Regions from separate parts of the Zea mays genome. Here region 2 is linked to region 1. Evidence: chromatin contacts called from public Hi-C data. All regions are on one chromosome and are shown on one strand. Each heading gives the region's core, a stretch centred on a gene start, on an enhancer-like site or on the middle of the called end of the contact. The rest is flanking DNA. Distances are from core to core; before and after follow the strand shown.

Region 1 (6,119 bases), core at 2,517-5,016:
GCTCGAAGGGGCCATCCACTCCGGCTGCGAGTCACCGGAGAAAGGGCGAAGCAAACCATCAGCAACAAGGGCCTCCAGGTCATCCGCCGTGACGGTGGAGAAAGGCCACGGATCGCGCGGCGGAACAATGGTCACCCGGTCGGCCATCACCAAGCAGAAGAGGTGGCGGTGGAAGGAACTGGGTGCACGGTTTCCTTTCTCTGGCTATTCCCTCGGGTTGCGAAAACCTAAGTGGGAGGCGAGCAGCTGAGTAAAGAACCGTCACCAGCCCCTCTCCCGAATATATAAAGGCCCAGGCGAGACCCATTCAACACTTCGCCCGAACCCGCCGCAAGATTCAAAACTCAAAGCAAGACGCCCGTTCCTCGAACGGCTCGCGCACGCGCAACGGCTGCCCCGCAAACCTTTGGCAGGAGAAGCAGGCAACGCTTCGCTTCCGCCATAATGACCGCGTCAAAAAAGATGCGCCACGTCATTCGATTTTGTATCCTTTTCCTCTTCCTCTTTCTCTCTCTTACAACAGGGACCGGGAAAGGGGATACCCCGAAAGGGCTCCTTCTCCGCGAAGGAAACGGGCCCCGAGCCCCCCTACTGATCAGAGGTTCGAAGGCTGGCCCCTCGGAAGGGTTCAACAGCCGCCTCAGAGCACTCGGGCTCCGCGCCCACTACTGGTCAGGGGTTCGAAGGTCGGCCCCTCGAAAGGGTTCAACGGCCGCCTCAGGCCACTCGGGCTCCGCGCCCATTACTGATCAGGGGTTCGTAGGCTAGCCCCCGAAGGGTTCGACAGCCGCCTCAGACGTAGAGCGAGGGATGACCCTGGGTACGTTCGATACATAACCAAGGCTCGGGCTACGCTCCCGAGGTACCCTAGGACATTTCCGAGACCGACGGGAACGATTTTGTAACGGAATCCCACCAGAGGGAGGCATCGAGCCCTCGGACCCCGTCAAAAGGGGACCGGGTCCGACAAATCACCCGCAGGTACTTTTGGAGCGCGCCTCCGGGCCACTAGCCGACCCCTAACGAATGGGGCACGGGCGTCCACTCGGATTACCCGTTAGCAGCTCACTGGAGACACCATGTTCGGCGCCCTCCAAGGGCAACATGGCGCTTTTCCCCCCCTCCTCCTTGCGGAAAGGCGACGCAGGGGCGTATGTAAAAAAGTCGAGTCTGTCCTTGACCGTCCTCTCGCTCTGTGCGGAGGCTCGGGGGCTGCTCTCGCAAACCCGGCTCCGGCCAAACCGTTGACAGCGTCAACATACCAGCCCGAGAACTTGGGACTCGACTGTGCACCCGGGCTACGACTAGTTCGCATGAGGGAACAACCAGACCGGCCGAACAATCGCGAAACACATTAAGACCTCGAAGGAGTCAAACCACTCCTCCGAGGCCTCGGGGGCTACACCCGGCGGGTGCGCTCGCGCGCACCCACCGGAACGAAACGCAACTGAGAAAGGCCGGTCCCCTTGCAAAAAAGTGCGACAAAAGCCTCCAAGCGAGTATTAACACTCCCTTTGAGGCTCGGGGGCTACTGTCGGGGACCATAATTAGGGGTACCCCCAAGACTCCTAATCTCAGCTGGTAACCCCCATCAGCACAAAGCTGCAAAGGCCTGATGGGTGTGATTAAGTCAAGGCTCGGTCCACTCAAGGGACACGATCTCGCCTCGCCTCGGGCAGGGGCAGCCAACCCCGGAGGATTCATGTCTCGCCCGAGGGCCCCCTCAAGCAACGGACACACCTTCGGCTCGCCCGAGGCCCAGTCTTCGCCGAGAAGCAACCTTGACCAGATCGCCACGCCAACCGACCGTATCGCAGGAGCATTTAATGCAAAGGTGGCCTGACACCTTATCCTGACGCATGCCCTTCAGTCGACTGAGTCGAAGTGACCGCAGTCACTTCGCCGCTCCACTGACCAGCCTGACAAGAAGACAGCGCCGCCCGTGTCGCTCCGACTGATGTGCCACTCGACAGAGTGAGGCTGACAGCGGCCAAGTCCGGCCTCGGGCGCCATAGGAAGCTCCGCCTCGCCCGACCCTAGGGCTCGGACTTGGGCTCGGCCCCAGAAGACGACGAACTCCGCCTCGCCCGACCCTAGGGCTCGGACTCGGGCTCGACCCTGGAAGACGACGAACTCCGCCTCGCCCGACCCCAGGGCTCGGACTCGGGCTCGGCCCCGAAAGACGACGAACTCTGCCTCGCCCGACCCCAGGGCTCGGACTCGGCCTCGGCCCCGGAAGACGACGGACTCCGCCTCGCCTGATCCCATGGCTCGGACTCGACCTCGACCTCGGAGGACAGACTCGACCCCGACCTCGGAGGAGCCACCGTATCGCCCGACCCAGGGCTCGGACCAACCACATCATAGGGGGAGCCATCATTACCCTACCCCTAGCTAGCTCAGGCTACGGGGAACAAGACCGGCGTCCCATCTGGCTCGCCCCGGTAAACAAATAATGATGGCGCCCCGCGTGCTCCGTGACGACGGCGGCTCTTAGCCCCTTACGGAAGCAAGGAGACGTCAGCAAGGACTCGACAGCCCCGACAGCTGTCCTTCCGCAAGGCTCCAGCGCTCCTCCGACGGCCACGACATCACATGAACAGGGTGCCAAAACCTCTCCGGCTGCCACGACGGCATGTACTTAGGGCACTAGCTCCTCTCTGCTAGACACATTAGCACCATGCTACATCTCCTATTGTACACCTGGGCCCTCTCCTTACGCCTATAAAAGGAAGGTCCAGGGCACTCTGTACGGGAGGGTTGGCCGCGCGGGGGAACGGAACGGCGCGCATAAGCCTCTCGCTCCCTCCCACGCGGACGCTTGTAACCCCCTACTGCAAGCGCACCCGACCTGGGCGCGGGACAAACACGAAGGCCGCGGGTTTCCCCTTTACGCCTGTCTCCCTCTGGTTTCCCCCCTTCGCGCTCCGTCTCGCGCCGACCCATCTGGGCTGGGGCACGCTGCGACAATTTACTCGTCGGTCCAGGGACCCCCCGGGGTCGAAACGCCGACACTATGAAAGATCATTCTTGGATTTTTTTCATTAAATTTTCTTGTTAGATCTTATATAATACACTATCCTTTTACGGAATCAACGTGTTTTATTTGAATTGTTAATGACAAAGCACATATACAAATGTACAATCTTATATATTTTTGAGGTATGTAAACATCCACTTTTAATAATGCTAGCAAAAGTATAGAATAACAGTTAGTGTTTTTGCATATGAATGCATTTTATCATAGTGCTTCTTTATCTCAATATATTATATCATTACATGTTGACTCCATAACAAGGCACGTGCATACACATAGTGTATATATATATTATGTGTTTATAAGATTTAGCTGTATATATATTGTATATATAAATATTTATACTTGTTATATTATAAACTTATGATTTTTGTGAATTTATTATATTGTGAATTGTGTACTTGTGTTATTTGCGATTTTTATTGTATTATGAACTTGTGATATTATTATGTTATCTTTGCGATCTTTATTGTACTATGAACTTGTTATATTGTGTATTTTTTATACTGAACTTTCGTTTCCGAATTCGAGATATCTGAAATACCGATATCTAAACAACATCAAAGTAATCATTTCCGATTTTATTTTTGATAAATATGAAAATGATAATAATTTTAGTGTTTACCGATCATTTAGTATGCACTGGTACGTTACCACGAGTTTGGGCTCGGCATGGCCTGACAGACCTCGTGTACACATGCAAAGAAAACTACCTCGTGTACACGTCCCATCTTGCCGCCTTCAAAACCTATTGAGCGGGAAGCAAGGCCGCCAAAACCAAATCAGCAAATCCCCCATCCCTATCCAGCGGCTTCTGGCTCCTCCGCCAGGTCTTGCCGTCCAGCGGCCTCACCGCCCTCGAGATTTGCTCGGCACGGTCGCCTTGTTTGCCGCCTGCAGCGTTCTCCCACTCGGCTACGGGCTACGCCTGACGCCACCGTTAACGGCGACATCCGAACGGGCCCCGACACCCATCTCGCGCTCAGAAAAGGTAATGCTCGAAATTTGTTATGTTCTTCTCTCAGTGAGTGGTGTCTCAATATTAGGAGCTGATGCAAAGGTATGAATTCGAATTGATTCGCCCAATCCGGGTAAACACATGTAGCATGTAGTAGATGATAGTTCCGCCCCAAAGCTCGAGTTACATCGTATCCAGTCTGTTTATATTTGAACAATTACTTCCTGATACTCATTGACAAGACAATAATTGCTGGTGTATAATTAGGGATAAGCAGTTGTGATCCTGTCCTCTTGGTCGGATGCGGGGTTACTATGACATCGATGACATCCTCATGGAGGATGAGGTAATTCTAGATGCAGGATTTTATCTCCTCTTCGTGCATGGTGCTTGTGTATACCTGCTGAGTATATGTTTTTGGCTCTGCCTGCAGCCTATTTCAGTTGTTTTCCAAGTAACTGCAAATGGTGTTGGCCTGCTAGATCCTGGTGCTGAAAATAACTGTGTAAGTGTCTGCCCAATGAATTTTGTGCGCTTATGTTTCTAGTGCAACCTGTGCACACATGTTGTAAAATTCTTCTTATGTCCTCATGTCTACCAAATGCGATTTATGCAGTTCTTGAACAGTAGTTCGCTGAGAGGCTTCTTAAGCACTCCTTGACTTGTTTAAACTGATTAGGATTACTGCACTTCTTAAACATTATTGTTATGGCTGCAATATTTGTCATGAACTCCAACTGGGAAAGTGGAAATTGGAAGTTTTGCATTGCGGACGAACTTCACTCTTTCTACTAAAGTTGCTAATAGGGATGTTTCTCTTGTATAAAAGAGCATCTAAGTTTTTTTTATATCCAGGTAGAGAAGGGTGCCAAGGTGGACCTTCCATTTTGGCTTGCGCATGGGCTGCTGTCTCTGGAACAAGCTGTCTCAATAAACCCGCCTCCATGCTTCACACAGAAGTATGTTTTTTCAGTGTCTGTTATGGCATTACTGCTACACAGAAATTCTTGGAGCAACATCAAAGCATGAGAGAGCAAGGAGTATTCTTATTTGGAGAAACATACATAGAATTCCCTATCAACAACTTAATAAAAGGATCTGACTTTTTTTTGCCACCATTGTAGCCTTCCATAGTAAATAGTAACATTTTGCAGATCTTTCTCTTATAACTTAATGACAGAAGTTATTAAAGACATGAATCTTCATGAGTCATGACGGGAAACTTCAAATGGTTCTCCAGAATTTGACTTTTGCTGGATGGCTTGAGTTATGGTTCTGACTATTGAAAACTAAAGCGTGACATACAGGTTCTGTGGTACTATTCTTCTAACAAATCTGTACTTTGTTATCTCATTATCATATATACTGCAGAACTCGGAAGGAGATACAAGCTGATGCGTCCTGTGTGGATTTGAGGGCTCGTTGCCCATACTTCTATGAGCTAGGATGCAAGATTGTTCCTTTGTAAGTTCCCTCGCACTTTAGTCATGCATATTACTGAGGGTTCATTGCCTTTACTTTTATGAGCTAGTATATCCTTTGTAAGTTTCCCTGCTACTTCAGGAGTCATGGATATCATATATTTCACGGTTCTCTCAGTTTATTTTCAAGTCTTTTTGAAACATTGAATGCTTTATTTTCATTGAGACGAGCTTACAAGTGAACTGTTTCTGATACATGAGTACAATTGAATTTGCCACCTTTCATCATCAGCTTGCGTGTTGTTGAATTGGTAGTCCATGACTCTGAACAAATGTGTTTTCAGTATCTTTGCTCTTAGTGTCTTAATATTCTTACGAGTTATGACCAAATTCCTTTGGAATTCTCAGGAACATATTGAAATGTTTAAAGTTCAAGTAGCTGTGCTCTTGTCACATAAAAATATTGCTTTTATTCCATGTTAATTTGTTCAGAATAGCTTGAGGGCTTAAATAGCTCTCAAGTGTGCTGTTTCTGTTTTTCTTTTCTAACCTCAAAACCAAAAACCCATGACATCTCCTTTATTGAGGAAATAATAAACTGATATGGCATGACGGGAGTTTGAGAGTGTATCACCAAAGTAAGTAGGTTTAAGGCAGGGCAATAGATTGCCCTTCTGGAACTGATGGTGCTTGTACCCAGACA
Region 2 (6,119 bases), core at 1,138-3,637, 800 kb after region 1:
GACTGTTGACACTATATTGGGTCCTCGGACCATTCAGCATGAGACTGTTGTCTCAGAAGCTGCTGCTGCCACCCCGGCTGCTCCAGCGATCAATGTTGATGCTTGCAGCATCCATTCTAAGGCTTTCCAATATGTATGTTTGCTTGCCACTTTCTGTTTCCTAATTTTTCTTCGGTCTGGTGCATCAAACATTTGGTTTGTCACTTCATAGTAAAGGTTGTGGTAACTTATTTAGTTGTACAAGAGCTACATGTGGCCATTCACATTTTGTTTGTTATATATTCCCTTCATCTTGAAAAACTTCATTTTAAATAAAGGGTCCAATTTTGGTAATATGTGAAATGCCTGATATATGGCCCTTATCTGTTATTTAAACAGGTCTGTTCAGTTAAATAAATATTTATGTAACTATTAGGTATCTTTGTTTTTAGCTGATGTTTGGTCTAATGTGAGTGACATTACTAAGTGACTGTCAATTTCCTCTGGGACAATGAACCTGCAAGTATCAAGAGGTGCCTGTTTTTTCTTTTACCGAGCCTGCTAATTACTTGTCATCAAAGCTAGGCTCTCAAGCAATTTTTACAAGGGTATGATCGTTTTACACGGTTGGCTTTGTTGAGACCATGTTAAGAATTATGGACCTGCTTTTTGTATACTGATTTGATGATGTCGTCACTGGCTTTTTCGGTTGATGCAGTGTAACGTTGACATGTTGGACGAGTGTCGTGGTGGTGGTGTGTCTGCCTAAGCTGCCTCTATTGGGATTATTCGTGGTTTTTATTCCATTCATGGTATCTGATTAGTTATAATAAGACACGGTGAAACTTTGATCGACCATGTCCACATCTTGAAGCTACGGTTCCTGGGATTCATACATTTTGTTATCCTATGTTGTATCTTGGTCTCTGTGATCATAAATATTAAAACGAAGCTGTTATGTTGGAATATGTGTGTGTATTTTTTCTGATCGTACATAGGGAAACCTGTTTTTGGTAATCAGGTTCATTCCGTTAATAATTTTGCGGACTCACAGGCCTACAAACACGCGCTGTTTTCAATCGTGGCGTAGTTGTCTATCTGGAAAGGTGGTCTTAAGATAAAGTTGACGAAATTTTACATTGGTAGTAGCTCTTGGCCAACTTTTTTGCATTTTAGCCTTTTAGGGTATTATTTTCACAAATACACCCTTTGCAGTTTCATTTAAAAAAATGGACCCCGGCTCGGCGCCATTATAATTGGCGCCGAGACAACGCGTGACGGCGCCAACTTTAATGGCGCCTGTTTAGGTGCCGTGGATGGTGATGTGGCAGGGGTTGGCGCCATAGATCTTGGCGCTGGCATCTCGTGTCAGGGGGTCAGCACCATACATCTTGACGCCGATCCCTGGTGTCGGCATCACGTGTCAGGCGCCGACCCCCTTTATATATCACACGAATTCTGTATTTTTCTCAATTTTTTTTAAAGTCGTCTTCATCAATTTTAAAGTAGTTCATTGCCAAATAATATTGCTCGACACTAAATAATACAGAATAAAAAATTATATATTTTCGTTGCAACGCACGTGCACTCACCTAGTCCATTAATTAAGCACTAAAAAAAGGACACTTTGCACGGTGTAGCTGACAGGTGGGCTGGTCGTGCCGGGCCCGTACGTCACAGTTGCTGTGCCGATACTGGGTCACTGTAGGGTCACCAGCAATGGTTCAGGTCGGCCGGCTGCTTGTGCTATTCTTCCAGTCGTGCCCGTGCGTGCTCTCCCCACCACCCCAGCAACACACGTAATACACCACCAAACTCACTTTTTTCCGTGATGCGCACCTAACATGCCCACTGACGCATGGGCCCTCTTCGATCCCTTTAGCGTGCGCGGGCCCCACCTGCCCGAATTGTTTGGCACGAACGCAAGCAAAGCTCGAGTTGTCACGTAGGTGAGACGTTCCAGTCCCACGACACTGCTTGCTAAACCAACCAACACCTGTACAGCACTACCACTGAAACGTGGGACGGACGTGCTAGCAGGTAGTCGGGCCATGGTGTCAGTGTAAGGCTTTTCGTTGCGATCGTGTGGCACTAAAAAATTGTAGCTTACTGACAGGTGGGACCACCCGAAGTGCACCTGGAGGTAACTCGTGGAACCAAGTTTATCCATTATCGAAACTCACCGGCGGTAAAAAGAAGCAACATGGAACTGTGCAAGGGCTGTCCCGCACAAAACTTTTCTAATCTCACTGGTAATGGGACCATGCGACCACATTGCACATGTCGGGCCCACCTGGCGGCGATAGTACAGCGAGTCTGGGTTGGGTGCGCAACGTTCGTGCCGCTACGGCTCGGCGCCTGTATGCGTCTGCAGTCCATTAAACCACCACCATCTCTTCGCGCAACGCAGCGGAAAAGCGCCATCTCATTCTTCTTCCTCCATCTTGTCTCTACTTGCCCCGCGCCGGGGAGCCGCGAGCGTCGCGCCACTCCCATCGCCTGCCCACAACTCCGGCATGGAGCCGTCGGCGTGGGCCGTCGCCTTCGCCGCACTCTGCATCGTCGCGCTCGCGCCGCCGGCCTCAGGGTTCTACCTCCCCGGCGTCGCGCCCAATGACTTCGAGAAGGTACGCGTAAGACAGCCACCCTTTGTCTCGCCTCCGTTTCTCCTCCTGGGCTCCTGGCACGAGATCTCCTCCCTAGCGCTTTGTGTGTTTGGGGATCGCGTGCGGTTCGGATCTGCTGTCGGCCGCCCCAGATCTGCGAACGCGCGGGTCGGCCGCATCGAGATCTGGCTGCGCGTGTTCGCGACGATTCTCGCTCTCCGCGCAATCAGTGGCGCTCAGAATGTTTCGGTCCTATGAGCCGTGCAAAAAGCTTCATATGTGCTTCCCCCGTCACGTTCTCGTCGTGAGATTCATCGCGGGTGGATGCGTGATGGAGACTGAAACAACGGAGATGTGCTTTCACCGGGAAATGCCCAGAGGCCAGAGTGTGCACCTAGGAGAATGTGGAGCTGCAAAACTTTACATTTACGAGTGTCTGAGTCCTCCGGCGATAAAATTCAGAGAAGGATCATATTAGGTTGTTACATTTTTAATACAAGTCGTTGTTGATTACTATATACTAGTTATGTCAACTGTTCTGATCTGGAATGTAGTTTTCATTGATTTTGTAGCGTTAAACCTAAGTACCTGTGAAGAACCTAGTTTTCACACTGCTATCGTGACAGCAGTTGCATTTTATTTGACCCTTTATCTGTAATTTTTTTGAAATTATTTTATGTTTCGTTGTATGTTTTATTTGTCTGTTTGTCAGTATCTGACCTATTGTCTTCCTACTTGTTATTAGCATTTGTCTTGAGTTTATATATTCATGTTAATACTGTTTGACATATTTAATAGCATGTGCGTCCTCGTGCTGTCTTATTACTTTCAATGTTGGAGACATGTTTCTACTACATTATTACTACTACTGTACTAAATTATAAGAAGTTCGGTTTTCTTAGATACATTGCTTTTATTATGTATCTAAGATAGTGAGTATATGTCTAAATGCACAGCGAAAGTTATGAATCTAGAAATGCTAAACCGTCTTATAATTTAGAATGGAGGGCTTAGATGTTTATGAGAAATATTTTATATTAAATATCATTACAGAAAGATCCACTTCCTGTGAAAGTCAACAAGCTGACCTCAATCAAGACACAACTTCCCTACTCCTACTATTCTCTCCCATTCTGCAAGCCGGATACCATAGTTGACAGTGCAGAAAATCTCGGTGAAGTTCTTCGTGGAGATCGCATTGAAAACTCTCCCTATACGGTTTGTTCTTTCACTGTGCATTGGTTTATCTGATCAGTGTTTGACACCTTGGGCACTAGTTTGACTGTTGAGCATATATATTTTTTTCAGTTTGAAATGAGGGAGCCTCAGATGTGTCAAGTAGTCTGCAAGATATCTGTTGGGGAGAAAGAAGCAAAGCTTCTCAAGGAGAAGATTGAAGATGAATACCGTGTTAACATGTTCGTCAATAATTTCGCTGCTTGATTCATGATCAGTTATTCATGTCTATCAGTTGTTGAAATGTAATTTCTTTAAATTGACAGGATTCTTGACAACCTACCTTTAGTCGTTCCTATTCAAAGAGTGGATCAAGAAGGTGCATATTTCTATCAACATGGATTCCATGTTGGGGCCAAAGGAAAATATTCAGGGGTAAGTGGCTATGACACATTGTTGCTCAAATGTTGTATTAATGTATAATCTTATGTGATACACTTCTCATATATTTGGCAGAGCAAAGATGAAAAATACTTCATCCACAACCATCTATCTTTTACGGTGAAATATCACAGGGATGAGCAAAGGGATGTTTCCAGGATTGTGGCCTTTGAAGTGAAACCATACAGGTAAATTGTTTGGAATGAAATAGCTGTAGTTAAATGTAGACAATATCCTACTTGTTAATATCTAACCAAAGAACTATGACACATACTGCAGCGTTAAGCATGAATATGAAGGGCAATGGAATGATAAGAAGACCCGCCTGACAACGTGTGACCCTCATGCTCAACGTATCATTACTTCGTCCGAGTCTCCTCAGGAGGTCGAAGTTGGCAAGGATATCATATTTACTTACGATGTGGATTTCAAGGTCAGAACTATGTTTGATTCTTTTTGTATTCCAAATAAGTGATTGTAGTAGCTGTAGTACTAAGTGTCCTATAAGTGGAGCATGAATATTGTGTTTTGCTCATTTCTGAGAACTACTGTAAATTTGTAGGAGAGCGACATCAAGTGGGCATCTCGGTGGGACAGCTATCTATTGATGACAGATGATCAGATCCACTGGTTCTCTATTGTGAATTCTCTCATGATTGTTCTCTTCCTTTCTGGAATGGTTGCAATGATCATGCTTCGTACCCTTTACCGGGATATCTCTAAGTATAACCAACTTGAGACTCAGGAAGAGGCCCAGGAGGAGACTGGATGGAAGCTTGTTCACGGCGATGTTTTCAGGCCTCCGTCAAACTCAGACTGGCTCTGTGTTTATGTTGGCACCGGTGTGCAATTCTTTGGCATGCTGCTTGTCACTATGGTATTTGCGGTTCTTGGCTTCCTTTCTCCATCGAACAGGGGTGGACTGATGACAGCCATGCTCCTGCTCTGGGTGTTCATGGGGTTGCTTGCTGGCTACTCTTCTTCACGTCTTTACAAACTGTTCAAGGGCTCAGAATGGAAGAACATCGCCTTGAGGACAGCCTTCACTTTCCCTGGCAGTGTGTTTGCTATTTTTTTCTTCTTGAATGCTCTTATCTGGGGGCAAAAGTCCTCAGGTGCTGTTCCATTCACCACCATGTTTGCTCTTGTCCTCCTTTGGTTCGGTATTTCAGTACCTTTGGTTTTTGTTGGAAGCTTCCTTGGCTTCAAGAAACCTACCATTGAAGATCCAGTGAAGACAAACAAGATACCAAGGCAGATCCCTGAGCAGGCCTGGTACATGAACCCAATCTTCTCGATTCTAATCGGAGGGATCCTTCCATTTGGTGCTGTCTTCATCGAACTCTTCTTTATCCTTACTTCCATCTGGCTGCACCAGTTCTACTACATCTTTGGGTTCCTCTTCCTTGTGTTCCTGATTCTCATCGTGACATGTGCTGAGATCTCGATTGTCCTATGTTACTTCCAGCTCTGCAGCGAAGATTACCTGTGGTGGTGGAGGTCGTACTTGACTTCTGGTTCCTCTGCACTCTACCTCTTCTTGTATGCAACCTTCTACTTCTTCACAAAGCTTGAGATCACCAAGTTTGTCTCAGCTGTTATGTACTTCGGTTACATGCTCATTGCCTCGTACGCCTTCTTCGCCTTGACCGGCACAATCGGATTCTATGCTTGCTTCCTGTTCACAAGGCTGATTTACTCATCGGTCAAGATCGAGTAAGGTGAAGTGCACTCTTGCCTATTTCTTTGTTGCCACGAAGAAAGAAGTATTCTATGGATAGTGAATTCTACAGGACTGCTGAGTTTAGCTGCAAGTGGGCTCGTTTTGAGTTTTCAAAGCTGGTAGTTATGATGAAGATGCGATTCATTACCGTATGATTCCGGTATTATAGCTAGCTCAGTATGTTTCTGTTTTTC

The links. A called contact is a pair of places that touch in the nucleus more often than the background predicts.
Region 2: a contact with region 1 is called in a Hi-C map of ear, with 2.3 times the contacts expected there. The contact joins the promoter of LOC100191479 here to the promoter of LOC100280879 in region 1. A contact is called at or near these places in 2 of 25 Hi-C or Micro-C datasets (ear and tassel).

The regions. Positions count from the first base shown.
Region 1 is chr10:47,764,775-47,770,893 of Zm-B73-REFERENCE-NAM-5.0, forward strand. LOC100280879 (TTN10) reads left to right here and starts at 3,767. Exons shown (of 7, transcript NM_001153799.2): 1 at 3,767-4,028; 2 at 4,263-4,341; 3 at 4,429-4,500; 4 at 4,851-4,954; 5 at 5,367-5,459. The coding sequence starts at 4,297.
Region 2 is chr10:48,567,297-48,573,415 of Zm-B73-REFERENCE-NAM-5.0, forward strand. It overlaps LOC100191479 (putative Transmembrane 9 family protein member 2), which reads left to right and starts at 2,388. Exons shown (of 7, transcript NM_001136911.3): 1 at 2,388-2,606; 2 at 3,639-3,803; 3 at 3,894-4,003; 4 at 4,088-4,196; 5 at 4,278-4,390; 6 at 4,482-4,635; 7 at 4,765-6,119. The coding sequence starts at 2,496. The coding sequence ends at 5,922.